Linked DNA regions of Zea mays: regions 2 and 3 are each linked to region 1. Evidence: chromatin contacts called from public Hi-C data. All regions are on one chromosome and are shown on one strand. Each heading gives the region's core, a stretch centred on a gene start, on an enhancer-like site or on the middle of the called end of the contact. The rest is flanking DNA. Distances are from core to core; before and after follow the strand shown.

What was found. A called contact is a pair of places that touch in the nucleus more often than the background predicts.
Region 2: a Hi-C map of tassel shows a contact between it and region 1, with 2.0 times the contacts expected there. The contact joins the enhancer-like site here to the promoter of LOC103646546 in region 1. A contact is called at or near these places in 13 of 25 Hi-C or Micro-C datasets (ear, endosperm, leaf and 3 more) and 1 of 3 datasets of contacts at active chromatin or transcription factors (leaf).
Region 3: a contact with region 1 is called in a Hi-C map of leaf, with 4 times the contacts expected there. The contact joins the enhancer-like site here to the promoter of LOC103646546 in region 1. A contact is called at or near these places in 6 of 25 Hi-C or Micro-C datasets (bundle sheath, ear, leaf and 2 more) and 1 of 3 datasets of contacts at active chromatin or transcription factors (leaf).

Annotation. Positions count from the first base shown.
Region 1 is chr2:66,235,160-66,238,525 of Zm-B73-REFERENCE-NAM-5.0, reverse strand. It overlaps LOC103646546 (protein LAX PANICLE 2), which reads left to right and starts at 1,542. Exons shown (of 4, transcript XM_008671270.4): 1 at 1,542-2,624; 2 at 2,933-2,983; 3 at 3,244-3,316. The coding sequence starts at 1,570.
Region 2 is chr2:66,656,011-66,659,376 of Zm-B73-REFERENCE-NAM-5.0, reverse strand. No RefSeq gene overlaps it. Among protein-coding and RNA genes, the nearest start is that of LOC118476238, 34 kb to the left of the region's middle. Within about 2 kb of position 1,741, at least 10 of the 20 cell types and tissues checked have an H3K27ac peak or open chromatin away from gene starts, as enhancers often do. A contact at or near this core is called in ear and tassel, where this site is marked.
Region 3 is chr2:66,573,607-66,576,972 of Zm-B73-REFERENCE-NAM-5.0, reverse strand. No RefSeq gene overlaps it. Among protein-coding and RNA genes, the nearest start is that of LOC118476238, 120 kb to the left of the region's middle. Within about 2 kb of position 1,517, at least 14 of the 20 cell types and tissues checked have an H3K27ac peak or open chromatin away from gene starts, as enhancers often do. A contact at or near this core is called in bundle sheath, ear, leaf and 2 more, where this site is marked.

The DNA of each region.
Region 1 (3,366 bases), core at 293-2,792:
ATTGTGAAAACTTCATGATTTAGCTGTTTTTTGAAAGTCGTCCCTACCAATCTCCACAAATTAATGATTTTTTCGCAAAACTAGAATGTTCCGAAAAGAAATTAAAACCATACCAAACTAATGATATAACCTAAAAATCAGGGGATTTGTCGTTGTCAAGATTGTAGCGACCTAATGGTTAGGGGAGAAAATGAAGGTAAACACGAAAATTATTACAGTTTTTATATTTTTGGAAATAAAATAGAAAACAATAACTCCGGAAACGGAAACGACATCAATAATTCAGAAACATCAAAAATGAAAGTTCGATAACCAGTAAAAATCATAACATGTACTCTTAATTGACTTCAAAAATTCATACAAGTCTTACATTCACATAAAAATTAGTAATAATATATAAATATTTACAAATTCATGAATATTAAAGCATATCTCACAAAACATTAAAGCAATATCTCAGAAATACAAGTGACAAACACATACATATAGCTAGAAAGTCAACATAATGGGTATCATCCTTATCTTTCAGGCCCTCGTGTAAATTATGAATATATGTATCAAGATTAAGAATTAGAAAGAAACTATAAATAAGATCTATAAAAGTTTCAAACAACTATAAACAATATAGCATTAGATAGATCTTGATTTAGAAAATTAATAACATTAGTTTCAATTTTTTTAAGTTAAGACCAATATTTATTATCAATTTACAAAGATTTAATATTATTCTAAGCATTAGGTTCCATGGTAAAATATCCAATAAACATGGTAATTTTTGAAAAACGATAGGAAGAGATACAGATTGTTTTTGTTTTCAATTTTTTCTACCGATTTCGTTTCTATATTTTCAGTAATCATTTTTGTTTAGCCTTAAATTTTAGTAAAATTCTGAAAAATTTTCCAGTAACCGAATCGTTTTCAATCCTAGTGTGCCATCTTCCAACCGTTGTTTTAATTTGTTCCTCCAATCCTTCTAATGTTGTGTAGGTCTCACTTATCAATAACTTGTAAAAGTGTGATAGATTTTCTTAGATATGTTACAGTTGTGATGTAGAATTTGAGTGCTTAATCTTACGTAAGTGTGACAGAAAATTATAGTAATTTTTGGCACTTCAATACAACCAAACAGGTTTGTTCCTTTGCAGACACATTTTTTGTCCAGCAATAGCGTGTCGTGGTTGGATTTGCAGAAGCGCCGCCACGTCGCCGCAGCGGCGCTCCGGCCGGCCACGCACGCCGCTGGCCGTGCCGAAAGCCAGCAAGGCAAGGAAGCACAAGTCCCGTACGACCAGCGCAGCGCAGGGCGGCTCGCCGGAGACGACGCGACCCGGGAAAGCAACGCCGGTCGCGGGCGGGGCGGCTACATCATGGTGTTACCACGTAAGCCCCCCAGCCCGCGGGCCTCCACGTCTTCCAAAAAACACCCTGAGGAACGGTGGTTTTGCGTTGCAGCGCTCTGGGCTTCGGACGCACGGCCCCTGCCGTTCCTTTTGTCCCCGCAGGGGTGGGGGGCCCAAAAGTAAATCCTGCTCTCCCCTCCTTCTCTCTCTCTTGCCGCGTCGAAGCTATATGTGCTCGCCTCCGAGGTCTTCTCTCTCTAACATCTCTCCTCCTCTCCTTGCTGCCCCGTGCCATGCTGCTACTGCTCCCTCCACTCTTCCACCTCTAGCAACTTCTTCCGCTCCTCCCCTCTCTCCAGCTCGCTCTCTCTCTCTCCCCTCGCATCTCATCTCCTGTTGTAGTCCACATCCACACGAGCGGTCGTCGCGTCCGCGCGCGGTCAGCCGCCTCCGGTCGCCCCCAGCAAGGAAGGACCGCCAAAAAGGAGCGAGTGCACAGGAGCTAGCGAGGCGCGCGGCGGCCGAGCCGGGTCGGCCGGGCGGATGGAATGAGCCGGCGGCAGCCCGGATGGTCCCGGCTCGGAACCTGCAGCCGCTCGCCCGCGACGCACATGCCACGCCCTGCGCCGCCGCCGCAGGCCTCGGCGTGACGCCGACGGCGCCCATGGCACAGGAGCCCATCGACAAGCACCACAGCGAGCCGACCAAGCCTCCGCCGCCGCCGCAGGAGAGGCAGGCGGACCAAGACACGCGCCGCCACGCCCACGCCTACGGGGAGCAGCAGCAGCGGACGCTGCGGCCGCTCCAACCCGCCGGCGTCCACCACCAGGAGGCCGCGGGCAGCAGCGGGAGCAGCAGCAACGGCGGGGCCGGGGACTGGCTCCGGCTCGGCCTCTCCCCGGCGTCCCCCAGCGCCGGCGGAACGCAGCCCGGCCTAGTCTTCGCAGACCGCGCGGCGGGGCCGCCGTTGCTGCTGTCGTCGCAGCCGCAGACGCGGACGGCATCGGAGGCGCTACGGCCGGGCATGGGCGTGGCACCGGGACCATTCCTGCACCAGGCCGCGCCCGGCATTCCGCAGGCGTCGATAACCCTGCCCGTGCCGCGCGCGGGACCTCCTTGGCTGCCGCCGTGGAGCCCCTCCGCGGTGGCGCCGCCGCTGGTCCCCTTCGGGAACCGCGCGTTCTACACGCCCGGCGCCGCCTCCGGGCTCGACGCCATCAGGGTGGTCCTGCCGCCGTCGGCCGTCGCCGGCGTCTGGTTCGCGCTCCAGGCCGCGCCGCACCAGTGAGTGTTGCACTAGTAGTAACCAACCATGCGAGCATTTCATGTGCGCTGTTGTGTTCATCTATATCACCTCTCTCCTCCCTCTCGATCCCTCCGGACACCACCGTCGGTGGATGGATCCCATGAATCCCTGCAGAATGTGGCGCGTTCTCGAGCATTTATTTTTTCGTTGAATCGCTTGTTACTTTTGGGCGTTGTTTTGAACTCGATTATTTATCCTCTTTCACTCGCTCTTTCCCCACCCTCAAAATTTAACTTGGAACATTGCTGGTTTTTTTATTTTTTTCCTTTTGGTTTGGTTCGTGCAGGGGGAGGGAGCCATTCTTGCCTCAGATTCCGAGAAGCTACCTACGGATCAAGTACTATTTATATTTTCCCATCTCATACGTACCGTTCTTTAATTAATCTGAAATCCATTCGATGCATCAGTCGAGAGCTAGCATGGCATCCGCCTGCATTTGGATTAGTGTACGTTTCGTCAATGCTCTATCGTCCCTTCGTCGTTCATGCGTCACAAATTTGAAAAAGAAAAAAAAATCATACGCTGCAGCTGCATGTATTTCTTTCATTATTCTTTGTACTAATATAACTAATCGACCTTATTGTGATGTTCTTGTAGGGACGCGAGGGTGACGGTCCGGCTGTTGAGCAAGTATCTGGCGGGCAGGCTTGGATTAGAGGACGAATCAGAGGTGCGGTTACTCACAAATTCCAATCTCCTTCCTTGAAGCGTTGGTTGTTT
Region 2 (3,366 bases), core at 492-2,991, 420 kb before region 1:
ATAGAGGATAAATAGATAATGGACGACTCGACTCTAAGCTATCGGTAGCTATATATATGTTCCTCGACAACGATGGTAGAAAAGCTGTTCACATATAAAGTGGCAAACGAGTAAACTACAAGATCGAGCGCAGGGTACGTATATTATTCTAGATATCTACTATTTCCCCATGGGAATAAGAAGTGACTTGTCAAAGGATGAAGAAGAAGCTAGCTTGTGGTAGTGCCATGAACAAGGACTAAATGCTATGTACCGGCCGGTGCTAGCTGAAATTATGGCCCACAAAAAAGTTCCTGCTGGTGTTCCCTGGATAATCCATCGTAGCAGAGTAGGATATATATGCGTCTCTGAGTTGTACTACGTACTATGATTACCCACTCTGGAGGATCGATGTGTTTTACACATACGTGCTGTCCATCCATCAATTGCACGTTGACTATACACTAAGCTAGCTATTCTTCAAAAAATACACTAAGCTAGCTAGGTAGTGCAATAATATTTGTATATGCACGAGCGTTGACCAAACACCCCCACTGTATGTAAGGATATATCAACGCTTGGGTAAAGAATGTATATTTTCATTCTGTTTGTTTTGGTTTTGAACTAAGTAACTGGCTAATGTTATTATTGCCATGTACAGAAAAAAGGATAAAATTTGAAACGATAAACCCAAATTCTTCGTTGGGATTGGTATTGATAAAAGACATAGATATATCACTCTTACTACTATTTTTTCAGTTAAATTTCGTATTAATATATACTTCATTTAGGATCCTGACAGACAGACAGAACATATGTAACTCAATGGGCCGGTATTGATGTCAAGCAAATGAAGCATCTTTCTCAATGATCTTTTCTTGTTCCTTTTGAAAGAAAGAAAGAAAGAAAAGAACATGCAAGTGCCATCGCGCGCGCGCCTGCAAGGTAGGGGGAAGAGGAGCCAACGGCTTTCTGCGCTAGCTGATACTTGATGAGATCGAACACGATTTAGGCGGCTAGCTATAGCTAGCTAGCAGACGCAAGGCTGGATATATATACCAGGCCAGGACTATACAGCGGGTAGCTATACTGCGCGTAGAGCCGTAGACGAAAGGCGACAGATCGAACAAGTTAAAAGGCTCGGAATGAAGCTATAGGAGCACGCGCGTAGGCACAGCCATGGCTCGTCATTTCACTGTTCGTAATCGTAGCTAGTTGGGCTGGCGCCTGGCGGTCTCTCTCTCCTCTCATCTCGCCGGCCTCCTGCAGCCTGCAGGCTGGCCTGGTGGTCTCTGGCTCTGCTCTTCTCCTCTTGCCGGTCGCGGTCGGTCAGGATTGATTGATTCATTCATGCACGCACGCGCGCGCGCGGTTCCATGCCTGCATCTCCTGAAGATCCTCTCTGCTCACAATCTATCGCGCACCGTATTTTCGCAGGGCGAGATCTGTCGCACGTACGCACGCACACACAAAGGCAGCATTCACACGCTACGTAGAGTAGTACGTACGGAGTAGCTACTGTAGGTCTGTAGGTGGCTAGCTAGAGGGCATTACGATTACCATTACTCCTGCGCTGGCTGCATTATATTCTTTGTGCAGGCAGTAGCTAGCTAGCCCTAGGCGCCGCCGCAGTATGTCGCCGCAGTATACATGGTAGCGTCGCATGTGTGTCGTCTGCATGCAGCATGCAGAGGGGGTGTGGCCGGGTGGGCAGCTAAGCTAGCGCGCGCGGTGCAGCCTGCACTGCAGGGGCAGGGTTCATGAATGGGCAGAGGCCAGGGGGCGCATGCAGCACAAATCAAGGGACAGCGCCATCATTCTCACATATGCCCCGGCCCGCCCTAGCTGCTAGTGCCCTGCTGCTGTCCCTGTGCATGTAATTGTGCTGTGTGGCCAGCCACAGCGCCACCCGCTTCGCGCTTCAGCATGCATGCTCTGCTCTCCACTACTACTCGTAGCTAGAGCCTTGAGGTTGAGGGAGTACTAGTACTCACTACTACTGCTACGTACGTACGACGGCTGGACATGATGCTCTGTGCCACTCATCCACAGCGCGCCACCATGGACTTCACTGGACATGGACGCACGCACGCACATTCTTCCACGCGTAGTACGTCGTATGTCATTTAATGGCTACTTAACTGCTGATGATCATCGGTCGTCGGACCATGCATACGCAATGCAGCAGATGCAGGGAGGAAAAGCCTACCGTCTACGTATGCACTGGTCCACGTCCTCTCTTTTCCTCAAATTCCGTGTCCTCAAAAAAAAAAGTTCTAGCATTAATTAGCAACGTGTTACAACTAGGAGTACTACAGTGTAGTATGATTTTAGGTCAAATCGACCCAAGCTACATAAATGAGTATTACATGCATGGTCAAATGGCTAATGTACAGACAATTTTGCTAGCTCTAAGGCTGACAAATTAGCCAATTTATTAGTTAGTCCGTTTGGAGCCCGTGAAGTGCTAAAATTAGATCCAAACAAAACAGGCCATAAATGTGCTATACTACTATGGGCGACAAGTGCCCGTCGTGTGGTAGCATAAATGGAGAACCAATAGAATTAAGCTGGCCCGGATAATATGAGGGGGTTACATACGTTGATGGTAGGCACATAATATACTACTAGCTAGGAGAAAAAAGATTGTGTCACAATATGACATTGTAGGTAATCGGGGATTGGCAGTAGGCATGCGAAAAAAGATACATACTAGCACCGTACCGCGCTTTGACATTACAGGGACGTTGGTGGAGGGGGTGAGGAGGAGGATATCGATGGTTAGCATGGGAGAGGAAAGGGAGTGCCGCGCGCGCGTGAAGACATATGGTTGGGCTAGCTGGGGCAGAGAGAGGGATATGGGGCCATGCATGCATCAAATGACGGTAGATTAAGAAGGAAATTATTCATAGGTATTTTCATGCGTAATAATCAGCTCATGACATGCATGTTGGTCTACGTACGCTAAGCTCCGTCGTCCCCCTGCTGAAATACGTATAATATAGACGTCGACGCTACGCGTGAGATGAATTGAAAGGCATATATGTCACTGATTAAGATAGTCCTGTTCATATAATAACATATATGGGTGACAGTTGCAGAGGATAGTTATGACCAAAAGGGGCTTATATATGCCAAACCCCACAAGGCAATCCTGTGTGTGTGTGTGTGTAATATGAATCGCGCTATTTTGCAATTAACCCCTATTATTCTTGGTGGATATGGCACTGGCGGGCAGATGCATGCCTACTGTTTGCGAAGCATAAGTGGCCTATGTGTGTCTGTGTGGACCCAAAGAGGTCTAGTGGACGGTCAGGTCTCAGGTGTGGGAGCTGGGAGGGGGGTGTAACTCTTATAAATGAGAAAAGAGAGAGTGTGCTACAGCCA
Region 3 (3,366 bases), core at 268-2,767, 340 kb before region 1:
GTCGATCTGGTAAATCAAATCTCAGACTCCCCAGCAGAGTCGCTAAAAACTGTGTTGGCGCGGATCTAGGCACCAAACACTAGGTGTTGTTTTGCTTGGCGGGCTCTCTGTAGCGGTGTGGATGGTCCGTGGCCTAGGGCCAGACGATCCGCGACCTGGAAGCAGGAGCGGGGTTCTCTGCCCCAAGCTAGACAGTCCACGCCTGATGGCCAGACGTTCCACGTGAGCGCAGTGCAGAGTTGTTCGCCAAACAGCACCTAGATGTCGTCCCACGGAGGGACCCCGTCAGGGAGGAGATATCCTAGGGTTTGCCTTGGGATCGATAGGCCACCCAAGATGCCTCTAGGCAACGTAGAGTTGAAGAGAGGTGGAGATTGAGACGAAGAAGGTTACGTTACTGGCTACTCGTAGGGCAAGAAAGTAAAGGAATTGATAAACGAGTTGATTGGCTCTTTTGGGCCAATCGCCTAACGCACCTTAGACCCCGCTCGTGGGGAGCGAGTACCTAGGGTGCTCTCTGCGTGAGCGTGGATCGTCCGTAGTAGGTCAACGGACCGTCTGCAACTTGAGCTCCTGCAGGGTGGCGGATGGTCCGTGCGTGCGTAGAGGTTGCGATGAACTCCTACAGAACCTAGATTTTGCCACCGGGAGAGACCCCGTTAGGGATGAAAGATTTTAGGGTTGTCTTGGGGTTGACACACCACCCAATATGCCTATAGACGACGTTGAGTCGAATAGAGGTGACGATTGAAGATGAAGAAGACTACGTTAGGCTAAGTTACTGCTACTCATAGGACAAGAATGTAAAGGTAATGATAATAGATTGATTTGATCGATTGGATGGCGCCTTAATCGGTCGTATCTTTTTTATATTTATAGGGGAGGTTTGGACCCCTTCTTATACGCATCCCAACAAATTCCTATGTGATTAGCTAGATAAGTACGTGCGGGATAAGAACTCCCGCCTGAGTTAATCTAGTCACGGACCGTCCGCCCCGAGCACGGACTGTCTGAGCCAAACGCCCGGACCGTCTGGTACTTAACAACTAATAAGAGATATAATATCCTACAATCTACTTCAATCCACCTTTAGGCCTTGTTCGTTTGTGCCGGATTGGTGGGTCGGAACGAATCCTGACCGGATTGCTTCTCTAATTTATATAAACTTTGATTAGCTGGAACGATTCCTAGTGCAATCCGATGGAAACGAACAAGGCCTTAACTGAATAAGCCATAGAAAATTATCCTAGCAGAATTTGAGTTTTCAAACTAACTAACGACGATATTTTGAGAGAGAGGCCCGGGGTCGATTCGTAGCTTTCTTTGCCGAGGAAAGAATTGAGATAGAGGTAGCCATCAATCAATTACCCATGAGGTAGTGCTCTTCTGTATATGTGTACTAGTAGGTCAGGAGAACGTACCACTACTACGAGATAGGGGATCCGAGGAGTAGTGTGCTAGTACATGGCCGACCATATATAAATGATTGCCCAGCAGCATGCAGCAGCAGTGGATCCATCGAGTGCTGGCGCGATGGATGATCATGTCGACGGATGGATGGATACGGATCGGAGGACACCTCTGTCTCTCTCTCCCCATCTCCATCTCGCCCCCGTGGTCAAGAGAAGAAACAACAGGAAGGAGGTCATGTCACATCGCTACCAGCTACAGAGGCCGATCGAGAGGGCTTTGAGTGGGAGAAGAGAGGGCGACGTGAACGCCGAGCGGTCAATCAGCTTTTGAATTGGTCGTTTCAGCTCAGCAGGCTGACTCTGACTTGCTCCAGGCCCGGACCATGCACCCATCGTCCATGCCGGCACGCACGCACATTGGTGCCGTACTGCCACCGCTGCGATAGCTCCCTCTCCCCTCCCGAGTCAAAACCCCAAGCCTGAGGCTCTACCAGCTTCAAGTAGAAGTAGGGCAGTTCGCCAGTTCCCACGAGGACCAGTCTGTGTGTGCGCGTGCTTCAGCTTCAGCTAGCCTCGGGTTTTCTCTAAACTTTTACCACACGTACTGCTGCCTAACAAGAGTGATTGTGATGCGAAGGAAAAAAAAAGTCCACCATCAATGCACGCGCACACGCCGCGCTCGCTGTCGATGCGTAGGTTGCATGATATAGACAGAATAACATAACATCGTTACATTCTACCTATCTTAATTGAATAACTTAGTCACCATAAATAAGCCAACCAATTAAGCTAAGCTCTCCCTCTGTTCTAAAATAAAATTCGTTTTTAGGGTGACTAGTACAATATTATGTATGTGTTTTGTATATGTGTCTAGATTTATCATCATCCATTTGAATATAGACATAAAAATCTAGAGCTAATTAAACGACTATTATTTTAGGACGGTAGGAGGAGTTAGTAACCACAGTAGCACTATTGGATTTATTCTGTTTTTCAATAAAACATGTTGGCATTTTTATATGAAAAACTTTTGTATTACGGGTAAAATCGCACTAATAACCTTTTTTGAAGCCTCCAACTTAACAGGTAGTGAGAATATATTTTAGAAGAAATTACTGATCAATTATAACTCAAAAAATGTATTCTATCTGTTTTTGATAGATCATATTAACTCTGTCCTAAGTCAAATATTTGTATCTTCAACCATCGTTTTTAAAATAATATATTTTATAACAAAATATTTATGTTTCTAAAATTTATTTTAAGTAATATTTTCATAATCTGTGTTGTGAAATTATAAGATTTTTTTTTTGAAATGGTGATCCTAATAACAATAATGTTTGATTTAGAACAAAGTTAATGTGGCATGTAAAAAGGGAAGGAGTAACATAAAGTCAAACATAACACTCCCTCATTCCAATTTATAATTCATTTGATTTTTACCCTAAGTTTGATCGACTCGTCTTATTCAAAAAATTATATAATCATTATAAATTTTTACTGTGGTACTGTTTAACATATAATATACTTTAGTTTTGGCTTTTAATTTTTCAGTTTTTCACGAAAATTTTGAATAAGACAAGTCGGTCAAACATGGTCCAAAAAAATCAAACGAATTATAAATTAGTGCGGAGAGAGTAAGTAACTTTGATCGAAGGGATATTTTACACTTTTATGATAAAGAAACCCTCAACACCTTTAGAACCGACAAGCTACATGTGGACTTTTACATTTGAGTTAGAGGAAGATGTTCTTCATAGAACGGGTATGTTTGGCACAACTTTATCATAAGGTTCATGTGTTGTTGGAAGTTGTTTTTCAACTATCAATACCTTTACAAACAGCTGTACATATAAAGCTTATAAACGTTTGCTCTCATAAGAAAATAGGTGAGATAAATCTAAAATTATCAATTTCTTCTTGCCTCACCTCTCACAAATAGGCTCAGCATGTC